2 separate regions of the Mus musculus genome follow, and region 2 is linked to region 1. The links are chromatin contacts, called in public HiChIP or PLAC-seq maps. All regions are on one chromosome and are shown on one strand. The core of a region is the stretch at or near the end of the contact, and the rest is flanking DNA. Distances in the headings are between cores, read along the strand shown.

Evidence for each region. HiChIP or PLAC-seq counts read pairs in DNA pulled down with a chosen protein or histone mark.
Region 2: a FOXA1 HiChIP or PLAC-seq map of pancreatic cancer cells shows a contact between it and region 1. The contact joins the promoter of Rgp1 here to the enhancer-like site in region 1. A contact is called at or near these places in 6 of 39 promoter capture datasets (the C10 cell line, cranial neural crest, embryonic stem cells and 2 more), 5 of 484 Hi-C or Micro-C datasets (the HL-1 cell line, embryonic stem cells, rod photoreceptor and 1 more), 4 of 115 datasets of contacts at active chromatin or transcription factors (bone marrow-derived dendritic cells, bone marrow-derived macrophages, embryonic stem cells and 1 more) and 4 of 9 other capture datasets (adipose tissue, liver, macrophages and 1 more).

The regions. Positions count from the first base shown.
Region 1 is chr4:43,383,842-43,389,514 of GRCm38.p6, forward strand. It overlaps a transcript of Rusc2 not described here. Among named protein-coding and RNA genes, the nearest start is that of Gm46850, 4.7 kb to the left of the region's middle. Within about 2 kb of position 3,325, at least 10 of the 459 cell types and tissues checked have an H3K27ac peak or open chromatin away from gene starts, as enhancers often do. A contact at or near this core is called in pancreatic cancer cells and rod photoreceptor, where this site is marked.
Region 2 is chr4:43,575,793-43,581,932 of GRCm38.p6, forward strand. Rgp1 (RAB6A GEF compex partner 1) reads left to right here and starts at 2,943. Exons shown (of 9, transcript NM_172866.3): 1 at 2,943-3,211; 2 at 3,583-3,717; 3 at 4,095-4,231; 4 at 4,504-4,587; 5 at 4,685-4,834; 6 at 5,072-5,218; 7 at 5,396-5,523; 8 at 5,695-5,884. The coding sequence starts at 3,602. Gba2 (glucosidase beta 2) reads right to left here and starts at 3,072. Exons shown (of 17, transcript NM_172692.3): 1 at 2,224-3,072. The coding sequence starts at 2,555.

The DNA of each region.
Region 1 (5,673 bases), core at 2,075-4,574:
AACTTTGGATCACAGAAACTCAGCATGGGGAGGGACTCCTGAGCCAAATTAAGCAATTTGACTTTTTACTTTCCTTTGGTGTAATCAGTGTTTTTTTTAAAACAGAACTTTCTACTTTGTCTGGCCTAGGCTACTTGTAACCCCAGATCAGAACAGTCTAGATTATTGATTTTTCTCCTCAATCCCAAAATGTCAGAGCATTGCCAGATAAGATTGTTGCCCAGTAAAATTTGAATTTCTGTTAAACAACAGGGCCCTATAATTTTACTTGCTAAAACTGGCAACCATAGTTCATAGGGAGGCTTATGTGTTCTATTTTCCTCTCAGGGCTCTCTTGCAAATTTAGGACAACAACTCACCCTTTTCTTCCTGTCTTTCTCTTACTCATGCACAATGACTGTGCATTCTACAAAGAGTCACTTGACCAAGGAGGTCATGCAGTCCGTGCTAGGCTGAGGACAGGATCTGGGAAATGCTCTGGGTGCTCAGTGTTAAGCTTACCCAGAAGGAACCCACGCCCACAGTGGTTTGCAATATTGTTCTTCTGTCCAGTGAGTCCGTCTTACATGGGGAGCACCTTTTGGACGGCCAGGTATTAACTATGCTCTAAGACGCTGGCTTCGGGGTAGAATGGTGGGTGGTGGATTCTAACAAGAATGTAACTGATAGCATATTCTCTGTTGTACCAAAATTACTCTCTTTTTCATTATGGTAAAACTTTATATTGTTGTACAGCCAGCCATCTTCATCCATTCTTAGAACTTTCATCCTTTTACATTTTTATTTGTTTATTTATCTTTATGTGTATGGGTGTTTTGCCTGCACATATATGCACACAGGGAGCCCTAGTAGGCCAGAAGAGGGTGTCTCATGCCCCCTGGGACTGGAGTTACAGATAATTGTGAGCCAGCCTGTGGGTGCTGGGAATCGAACGGAGGTCCTATGGAAGAGCAGCCAGTGCTCTTAATCACTAAGTCCTCTCTTTAACCCTCCTTTTTTTTTTCATCTCCTAAACTGACTCTGCACCAGTGAGACTCACTCCCCACTCCCCCACCTCTCATCTCCTGGGCTCAGCGTCCCACTTCTGGCTCTGGGTTTGACTACTGTGGACGCCACACATAAGTGGAATAATATTTATCCCTCGGAATAATATTTATCCCTCTGAAACTAGATTCTTTTACCTAACATAATGTTGGCTGAGTTGCATGAGTTCTTTACATATTTAACATTAACCTGCCAATCAGATAAGTGCCTTGCTCCCATTCCCTGAGCTGGCTTTTCTTTCTTGATGGTTAATTTCTTGTTTCTTTTAGACAAGGTCTGTTTAGCCCAGGCTGGCTTTGGACTCAGTGTACAGGCCTTTTATTTCTTTGACTAAGTTTATTCCTAAGTATTTTTTTTCTTTTTGATGTTACTATATATGGAATCATTTTCTTAATTTCCATTTTGGGTTTTCATGGTTAGTGTGTAGAAACACAGCTGATTTCTCCCTCCCTGTTAATCTTGTGTCCTGCAACCTTACAGAATTTGTTCTAACTGCTTTTTGTGGGATTTTGGAGGCTTTCTGATAGCGGGATCATTTCATATGGGGATAAAGATAATTTTACTTATTCTTTAATTTGGATGTCATCTACTTATTTATTCATTGGCCTCACTTCTCAGGCTAGGCCTCCTGATAACTGGTGAATAGAGTTGGCAGAGTAAAATGTAGTTAGTCCTAACACCCAGTCCTTGTAGATTTGATGATTTGGTATCTGAGTCCTCAGTTGACACCTAGAAAAAAAAAAAAACTGGACCATTAACTAGCAGTAGAGAATTGTGGGGCTGGAGAAGTGGCCCAGCTATTAAGAGGACTTGGTGCCCTGTTGGAGGACCAGAATTCAGTTCCCAACATCCATCAGACACCCATCAAACCTTACAACCGCTTGTCGCTCCAGCTGCAGGAGTTCTGATGCTCTGTTCTTGTCCTCAGCGAACACCTGCACATACATGTGCATATACACACAGACACACTTACAGTCTTTTTTTGTTTGTTTGTTTTTTTGAGACAGGGTTACTCTGTATAGCCCTGGCTGTCCTGGAACTCACTTTGTAGACCAGGCTGGCCTCGAACTCAGAAATCCTCCTGCCTCTGCCTCCCAAGTGCTGGGATTGAAGGCGTGCACCACCATGCCTGGCTAGTCATGTAATTTTTTTAATCTTTAAAAAACAGAATTGTTGCCTGAAACCCTGTCTCGAAAAACAAACAAACAACAACAACAACAACAAAAAACAAAAACAAAAAAACTAGAATTGTCAAAGAAAAGTCACGTTATAACCTATGTAGTCTAAACAGAACAAAAATATGTAATATATTTTAGAAGGCTTTATATCCCAACAGCTAAGGCCTTTTGTTTTCTTTTATATATATGATTTAAAGATTTATTTATTTTTATTTTATGTGCATGAATGTCTTGCCTACATGTACATATGTATGCCCCATGTATGCCTGGTGCCCCTTGGAAGCTAAAAGAAGTTATAAAAGTTATACGTTGACATGTTGGTGCTAGGAACCAGGCACCTGTAGGAATGGTGCATGCTTTCAACCATGGAAATGAGAGAGGGTGTGGGGGAGAGTGATGGGTTTACCTCATGTAAATGTGTGAAATTGTCAATGACTGGTCTGACCCTCTGCCCTCTTGCTATGTAGAGCTAAACCAAAAAGCTACAGCTGGAGTCTTATGCATAGGATGGCTGAGTATGTTCCAAGGGTCCTAGAATGTTTGTTGCTATTAGTTTTGAGCCACAGTCTACTATGTAGCATGGGCTAGATTTTCTTGCCTCAGCCCCCCAAATTGCTAGGTGTACAGCAAGTACCAGGATCTGGGAAGCTGTTTCTCCCACTGAGTAATGGTCCCAACTAGCCTGAAGAGGCATGGTTGGGTTGGGAGCCTACAGCCTGTGAGTGAGCCCCACAGCTGTGCAGCAGTGGTTTGAGAGAAACATTACCAAAAACTTAGTGCGTATGTCTTAGGGTTTCACTGCTGTGAACAGACACCATGACCAAGAAACGTCTTATAAGGACAACATTTAATTGGGGCTGGCTTACAGGTTCAGAGGGTCAGTCTAGTATCTTCAAGGTGGGAGCATGGCAGCATCCAGGCAGAAAGACATGTTGCAGGCAGAGCTGAGAATTCTACATCTTCATCTGAAGGCTGCTAGTGGAAGTCTGTCTTTCAGGAAGCTAGGTTAAGGGTCTTAAGACCACACCCACAGTGACACACCTATTACAACAAGGCCACACCTCCTAATAGTGCCACTCCCTGGGTAAACAGATACAAACCATCACAGTGTACATACAGTCCTTAATTCCTAGGAAGCTCTTGGTCTGAAATCAGTGAGCTGCACAGAGCTGGCTGTTTCTCCTTTTTACTCTAAGGCCTAAACTCATTTGTCAACTTGTTTTATTTAGGCCAGAGTTAAAAAATGTTTTTCTAGTCATACTCTCTTGTTTGCAGTATGACAACTTTGAGGTTTGGAATAAAAACATATACCATTTAAATATATGTATGCATGTAGATTCTAAGAACTAGAGGGCTCTTGATTAGAGATGTTTTCCTCTAGTTTTACCTAGAAATATGCTTTCAAATTTTAAAATGAGAAAAAAAAATTCCACCTGCATCACTCCTGAAATTGCTGTTGGGGAGTGCAGCATAAGGCCTGGTGCTTACACACCTAAAACTGTGCCTAGGAAAGGGAGCTGCAGAGAGGGCTCGGCAGGGAAGAGCGCTGGCTGCTCTTCCAGAGAATGTGGACTTGGTTCCTAGCACCCATGTTGTGGTTAACAGCCATTTGAGCTCTAGTTCCCGGGATCTGAAGCTTTCGTCCAGCCTCTGCTGGCCTTGCATGCACTTGGTGCATAGACGTAAAAACACCCATATAAATAAAAAATAAAACTTGTTTTGTTTTGTTTTTCTAGACAAGGTTTCTCTGTGCACCCCCCAGCTGTCCTGGAATTCACTCTGTAGCCTAGGCTAGCCTCAAACTCTCAGAGATCCACCTTCCTCTGCCTCCCAAGTGCTGGGATTAAAGGCATGAACCATCACTGCCCGGCTTAAAACAATTTTTTTTTAATATTTATTTTATATGAGTACACCATTGCTCTCTTCAGACACACCAGAAGAGGGCATCAGATCCCATTACAGATGGTCGTGAGCCATCATGTGGTTGCTGGGATTTGAACTCAGGACCTCTGGAAGAGCAGTCAGTGCTCTTAACCACTGAGCCATCTCTCCAGCCCCAAACAAATCTTTTTTTTAACGATCCATAGGTGGGGCACTGCCTGGCTTAAAATAATTTAAAAAACAAAATCCCTAGGAAGGGCAGATGGTGTGGGTTCATGGGCCACCCTGGGAAGTGCTGCTATTCCAGTTGTAATCTCAGCCCCTTACCCTTTAGATCTCACCTGATCAGTGTAAGGGGTTTTCTTGTTTGGTTTTACTGTTATTGTTTTGTTTTGACACATGGTCTCACTATGTAGTCCTAACTGACCTGGAACTCACTATGTAGACCAGGCTGGCCCTGAATTTACAGAGATCCAACTCTCCTTCCTCCCAAGCACTGGATTAAAGGCGTGTGTCACCACCCCAGCTAAAACAAAAATCTAAGAGAAGCTATGTGGAGTGGGGAGGTGGCTGCTCTCATGGAAGACCTGGGTTCAGTTCCCAGTACCTAAGCACCATCTCACAACCACCTGTAACCTCCAGCTCCAGGGGATCTGACACCCTCTTCTGGCCTCCTGGTACCATGGAGAGGTGCTCATACATACATGGTGCAATGCATGCTCATACATACATGGTGCAATGCATGCTCATACATACATGGTGCAATGCAAACATACATACTTGGTACTATGCATACATACTTGGTACCATGCATACATTCATGCATGGTGCAGTGCATGCATACATACTTGGTACCATGCATACATTCATGCATGGTGCAGTGCATGCATACATACATGGTGCAATGCATACATTCATACATGGTACACATGCATGCATACATACATACATACATAAATGGTGTACATGCATACATATATACATGGTGCACATGCATACATATATACATGGTGCAATGCATAAATACATGGTGCAATGCATACTTACATAGTGTACAGATATACATGCAGGCAAACTGTTCATACACATAAAATAATTTTTTTTTAATTTTTGAGGCACAGTCTCACTATTTAGCCATAGGTGGTTTGAAACTCATATGTAAATCAGGCTAGTCTTGAATTTACACAGACAGTGTGCCTCTTCCTCCCAAGTGCTGGAATTAAAGGTGTGTTCTGCCTGGCCATAATGGTAGAAATGGAGTCTCTGAACCCAAGGGCTCTCAAAAACTTACACTCTTACAGTTTTTGAAATTCTAAATTTATTAAAAATGATTGAGGGGCTAGAAAGACGGCCCAGTGGTTAGAAGCACTGGCTGCTCACGCATCGGACCCAGGACCAACTTCCAGCACCCACGCGGTGGTTCACAAATATCTATTACTCCAATTCCATAGACTCTGACGCTCCCTCTGGCCTCTGTGAATACCACCCATGTGCATGGTGCACAGACATACATGCAGGGAAAACACAAGATAACAATCTTTTAAATGTTTAAATGGTTGAAGTTCAAGCC
Region 2 (6,140 bases), core at 1,693-4,192, 190 kb after region 1:
GGTAGTAAACATTTATTAAGTGAGCTGACTCTGGCAAAAGGAAGAACAATCAAAATTGAACTCTAAGTTGAAAGTCTAATAACTATCCTGCCAGCACCCCTATGAGGCTACCCCTCAGTTGAACTCTGAAGGGTTCCCTCCTTTAGTTTGGTTGCTGGTCATTCCTGAGATATTCAGTTTTTTTCAATAGTATCAATTCCAGCTTAAAAACGACCGTTCTGAATCACCCCCTCTGCTCTCTCCTCCGTGTAGGACCTTAGCCCATTCCCAAAGCTCTGTGTGGACAAGGTCTAAGGGGCTGAGCAAGAGCTTGAAGCCTCTGTAACTCAGCTCCTACTTAGCAGGCTAAGAGGCCAGGATGAATGCATACCTGTTCTTGACCTTATCCTAACCACATGTGCCTATCTCAGTACGGTGGATCCCATTTTGACACAAAGGATTTGGGGTTAGAATTTGGCTGGAACAATATGATTGTTCTCTCTCTCTCTCTTTTTAAGTTCTATTTATTTAATGTAACATAGTCGCTATCTCCAGACACACCAGAAGAGGACATCAGATCTCATTACAGATGGTTGTGAGCCACCATGTGGTTGCTGAGATTTGAACTCAGGACCTCTGGAAGAGCAGTCAGTGCTCTTAACCACTAAGCCATCTTTCCAGCCCATGATTGTTAATTCCTACTGACAACTTGGCCAGATCTAGAACCACCAAAGAGAGAAGCCTATGGACGTGCCTGTGAGGAATGAATACTTTAGGTTAATGGAAATGGGAAGATGCGCCTTAACTGTGGGTGACTACATTCCATGGGTTGGGGTCCTGGAGTCATGATAGAAAGGAGAAAGAGGGTCGAGTTCTAGCCTTCATTGCTCTCTGCTCCTGGCTGCGATACCGTGTGACTGCCACCATCACTTCTCTGCCATGACAGACAGACGGGTCGTACCTTCAAACAAACTCTTCCTGAAGTTACTTTTGTCTGCTTTGACCACTAGCTTCCTAACTTACTTGGAGGGACGACTCTCTGAGATGGGCCACCCGCAGGAGCCAAATGTCCAGGCAGTGCCAGGCCCTCTTCACTGCCTAGGGCTAGGCTTAGGTAAGTGGCCTCCCCACCACAGCTCCACGGCACCGACCGCGGCAGAGAAGGGACCCTTACTTTAGAAGCTTTGGGGGCTGAGTTTGGTGACTTTTATGCTTCCCTCCCCAGTGCTGTGTTTATATGTGAAGTGACTCAGAATGATGCTCTCTGTCTGTCTGTCTGCCTGTTCCTGTTCATCGGAATGCTCCTTCATCACTAGTCCTTGAACTCAGTGGGGAATCCAGAAGCTTCTGTAGAACCTGCCCTGCAGTGTTTGTAACCTCTGGGATATGAGGAAACGCTGGAAGACCAGCAAAGCACTGCTGGCTAAAGTCATCTGAAGAGGTCTGGGGAGGCATCTCCGTGGTAGAAGGCATGCTCTCTACTTCCGGGCTTCATCCCTAGCTCTCCCCACTTGTTACCGGAGGATGCTTTCACTGTGATGTTCAAGTATGCCCTGAACTCTTAGGCTCAAATTATCCTCCTGTCTCAGCCTCCCAAGTAGGTGGCACTCTAGGACTCTGCCCAATCCCAACTTCGCTTTTATTTTTGGTATGGAAGCCATCTGTCACAGAACAGAGTGAACTTCTCACCCTCTCTTTAGGGTTGACAACAGCCAAGATCAACTATTCCAGGAATCAGAGCTTGAGGATAGAGACATAAGAATTCTGGGACTGAAGAAGCATGCGCTTAAATAAGGTACACAGAAGGTGTCAGCTGCCAGGGTAATGCAGCCTAAAGAACCTCCTCTTCCAAAAAATAAAACACTGTATCAAGCACAGCAGAGACTGGCGTTCTCCTACCGTGTTACAAATTATAGCTAATCTCAAAGGGACGCCTGGGAAAGAGGAAGTGCATGGTGGGGGTGGGGGTGGGGGGAAGGGGGACCAGCAGTTAAATAGGAAAGACTGACTTCAGGACTAAATGCTCCGAGAAGACAAGATGCTAGGAAAAGAGGGATGAAGGAAAAACAAAATGTTCTTCAGTTCCACCCTCAAAAACTGCAGGGCTAAAGAATGCAGGGGATATGGTATACCTGGCTGGAATAGAACTAGGAGCCCAGCAGCTTGCCCACCTTTCCAACCTAGGCAGGGAGCCTGAATGGGATCATAGGAACCACGGCGTTCTAGGCAACGGAATCCACTCACCTCAAGCCCATACCGAGGTGCTTTACCAAATTACTGAGAGAGATGTTGTTAGCTTGAAAAGGTCTCCTCTTCTCTGCAAACTCGTGAGCCAAGCAGATCCGCCAGCCAAAAGGAGGCACCTGGTAGCCCCTAGCTTTACCCTCGTAGGAGGCCATCAGCTGCCCAGAGTCCTCTGAATTGCAGTAGCTTGGTTCATCCTGGGGTCCACTATCCTCGGGGCTCCCGCAGTCTGTAACCCGCACAGCCTCAGTGCCGCCAGTATCTTCACAATAAACTTGGGAATCTCTTTCGGCACAGCCGACCTGCTCTGAGGCCGGGACGCAGGTTACCATGTTCACTGGATCCTGGGTCCTCACGACCCCGGTGGCCTCGGTTCCCTCTGACAGGTTTCTGACGTTTCAAAACGCTGATGCCAGTTGCAGTTAGGTGCAGTCCGGGAGGGCCCGATGCTGGGGAAAGCCGTGGGACGTTGGTATCTGGGTAAAGTCAGAGAGCTCCTGCTGCTGCAGCAGCGGCTACAGCAACAAAGTCGCCACGGCCTCTCCCTGGGTCGCGTCTCTAGATCCTAGGCGGGAAGGGTTGGGCCTTGTTGTCATTGGGCCGCGGTGATTAGCACGCCCGGCCGAGGGCCGACCAGCTCCACGGACGGGGGCGGTGCCGCGGTACCTGCCCGCAAAGCACCGCCTCTGGGACCCGCCCAGGAGCTCCCGGCGACCTTCGGCCCCGCCCCGGGCTGCGGCTCCAGCGGCTCCAGGGCTGGGTACCGGGTCCCTGCAGCCAGGATCCCCCGCGCCCACGCTCAGGTGCCACCGCTGGGAAGGTGACCCGCAGACCCGGGACCACCGGATCCCTTTCCGGCCGGAAGCACCCCGCAAGTCGGACCGGAAGGGGCGCCTCAACCCTGAAATGTGACAAAGGAAGTCCCGCCTCTGCCGCGCGACAGACTCCGCGGATGCCACCGAGCTCCGAGCCGGTCTCGCAGGGGCGGGTAGGTGAGGACCTCCATGCGTAAGAATCTGAGTTTGGAGACGCGCGGCGATGTCCTGGGCTAGGACGTGGAGCCTCGAGGGAAGCGGGGACAGAGGCAGGCCTGGGAGGCGGCGCAAGGGGCCTAACCCTGGGCGCAAGGAGGTCTGGAGCTAAAGCGACGCCCTCCCGCAGGCAGTTCGGAGTCAGTTTCCGCCACCCCACCAGCTCCTTAAACCCCAGTGCTTCCCACCCTCACTGAAACTTGAAAAAAAAAAAAAAAACAACCCACTTCTTGCCCCCCTCGGACTCAGGTCTAGACTTAAGCCTAGGTCTTAAACACTCCTTCCTTCATTTCCCCGTACTGACTTCTGGCACTCTGTTTCCTTCTAGATTTGGTTCCGGAGCTGCCATGATCGAAGTGGTAGCTGAGCTGAGCAGAGGTCCTGTGTTTCTGGCGGGGGAGGCTCTGGAATGTGTGGTGACTGTCACTAATCCCCTTCCCCCGACCGCCACTTCTGCATCCAGGTGGGGATGCTGGTATTGGAGGTGGTGGCCCTTCCGGGAGGAAGCCTGGTATCGCTCGTTCTAATTAGAGCTTTGGTTGTTCAGTAACTACACTAGCATCAATCACCACCTTCTTGCTCATTGTAATGAAGGGCTTTTAAACAAATATGTGGATGGCAGGACCCCTTACTCTCCTTTGCTCCTCCTCCCGGTATCACTCCTTTTTGAGTTCAATGTACTTGATGTTGTTGTGTAATGGTTTTATTTCAGGGGTTCTGGATTCCCTGGTCACTAAGATAGTCATCTAACCTTGGTGATCTTGGTCAGACAGTTTTCTAGAGAAAGTATTGGTGAAGTCAAGAACTAGGTTCCCATACCTTCGTTTCCCTTTTCCACAGTGAGGCTCTGGCCTGGGCCAGTGCCCAGATCCACTGCCAGTTCCATGCCAGCGAGAGTCGAGTAGCACTGCCACCCCCTGACTCTAGTCAGCCGGACGTCCAGCCTGACAGCCAGACTGTCTTTCTGCCACACCGAGGTTAGAGAGAGAGAGAGAGAGAGAGAGAGAGAGTGTGTGTTTGTCATGGAGGGAGGGGAAGTTATTGTCACCCCAGGGTAAAGTTAAGTTGTTCTTGTATGACATGGTCACCAACACATCAGTGGTGGAAGGGAAGGTAGCTTGATTTGGGACTATAAGACTTACCTTATTACAACAGAAAGAATTGGCGGCTTCCCCTGCCTCCACTTGCTGTGTGACCCTGGTTGGCAATGGACAATGGAGTCCATTGAAGTCTTTTTGACTTTTCATAGGTGAGAGGGGCCAGTGTATCCTTTCTACTCCACCCAAAATTCTGTTTTGTGACCTGAGGCTAGACCCTGGAGAGTCCAAATCATGTGAGTGATTGTCTCCCAACCCCAGATTGCTTTCTAAGTCTCCTGGAGGGAGGACTCTGGCTGCTTCTAGCTGCCCTGTCTACTGTTTCCCAACCAGATTCCTACAGTGAAGTGCTGCCCACGGAGGGCCCGCCTTCCTTTCGGGGTCAGTCAGTCAAATATGTCTACAAATTGACCATTGGCTGCCAGCGCGTGAACTCACCCATCACCTTACTCCGGGTTCCTCTGAGAGTTCTCGTGCTGACTGGTAAGTTAGGTTCCTGAAGGGATGCGGTGGGGGTAGAGGCTTACTAAGCATATGTGGGAGGACCTTCGGAGACTCCTGGTTTTAGGGACCATGCTGAGGACGAGGGATGGAGAGGAAGCTAGGATGTAGAGCTCAGATGTAGCTCCCCTTCAGCCTTCTCAGGTTGGAGTCTAAAACCAGTTAGTTGTCTGTTCACATCTCACTCCTCCCAGCACTGTCTCTGCTTTTTCATGCCAGGTCTTCAAGATGTCCACTTCCCCCAGGATGAGGCTGTGGCGCCATCCAGTCCATTCTTAGAGGAGGATGACAGTGGGAAGAAGGACTCATGGCTGGCTGAGCTAGCTGGGGAGCGTCTCATGGCTGCCACATCCTGCCGCAGCCTCCGTAAGAATCCTTTCAGAATTGCCCTGTACTCCTGTCTGAGAGGCTGACCACATCTCTTCAGGGGTCCACTAATATTTTGCCCCCATTACAAAGAAAAGCCTCCTTTTGGCCTCTGGGACTCAGTCCTTCGTATTCCCCAGTATAAACTGTAGACTTTTGGTATCTCATTCTCCTCAGATCTGTACAATATCAGCGATGGCCGAGGGAAAGTCGGGACGTTCGGTATCTTCAAATCTGTGTACAGACTTGGCGAAGACGTGGTGGGAACCTTAAATTTAGGGGAAGGAACCGTAGCTTGTCTGCAGGTGAGGAAAGAGCAGCTTTCATTGTGCTCCACCCGATGGGCAAGGGTGACAAGGGGGCCTTTGTCAAGAGGGGTGCTTTGTAGAAATGGAAAGTGAGGATCAGGGCTGCCTCTAACCTACAGTCCACATCTCCAAATGCCCGCGAGTGTACATTTCTCTTGTTGCTCCCAGTTTTCAGTAAGCTTGCAGACTGAAGAACGGGTACAGCCCGAATACCAGCGACGCCGCGGGACCGGAGTTGCCCCTTCAGTGTCCCATGTGACTCATGCCCGGCACCAGGAGTCCTGCCTACATACAACCAGAACCAGCTTCTCTCTCCCCATCCCTCTTTGCTCTACCCCTGGCTTCTGCACTGCCATTGGTGAGAACCGGAGCACTACTGGAGAAGGGAGTGGGGGTAGGGAATGCTGGTCTTGGGTAGGGTGGAGTGGGCCGTGACCCCTCAAGCACCCCCAGACATACCCACATCTAGCCCAGCCCTCTGCGTTTTCTCACCTCTCCACTCCACTTCTGTTTCTTAGGTGTACTGACCCCTAAATACTGTTCCTACCCCTGGGATGCACTGATCTCTAGCTTCCTCAGCACACTCACTTCAGGCTACAAAGTCTCGGCTATCC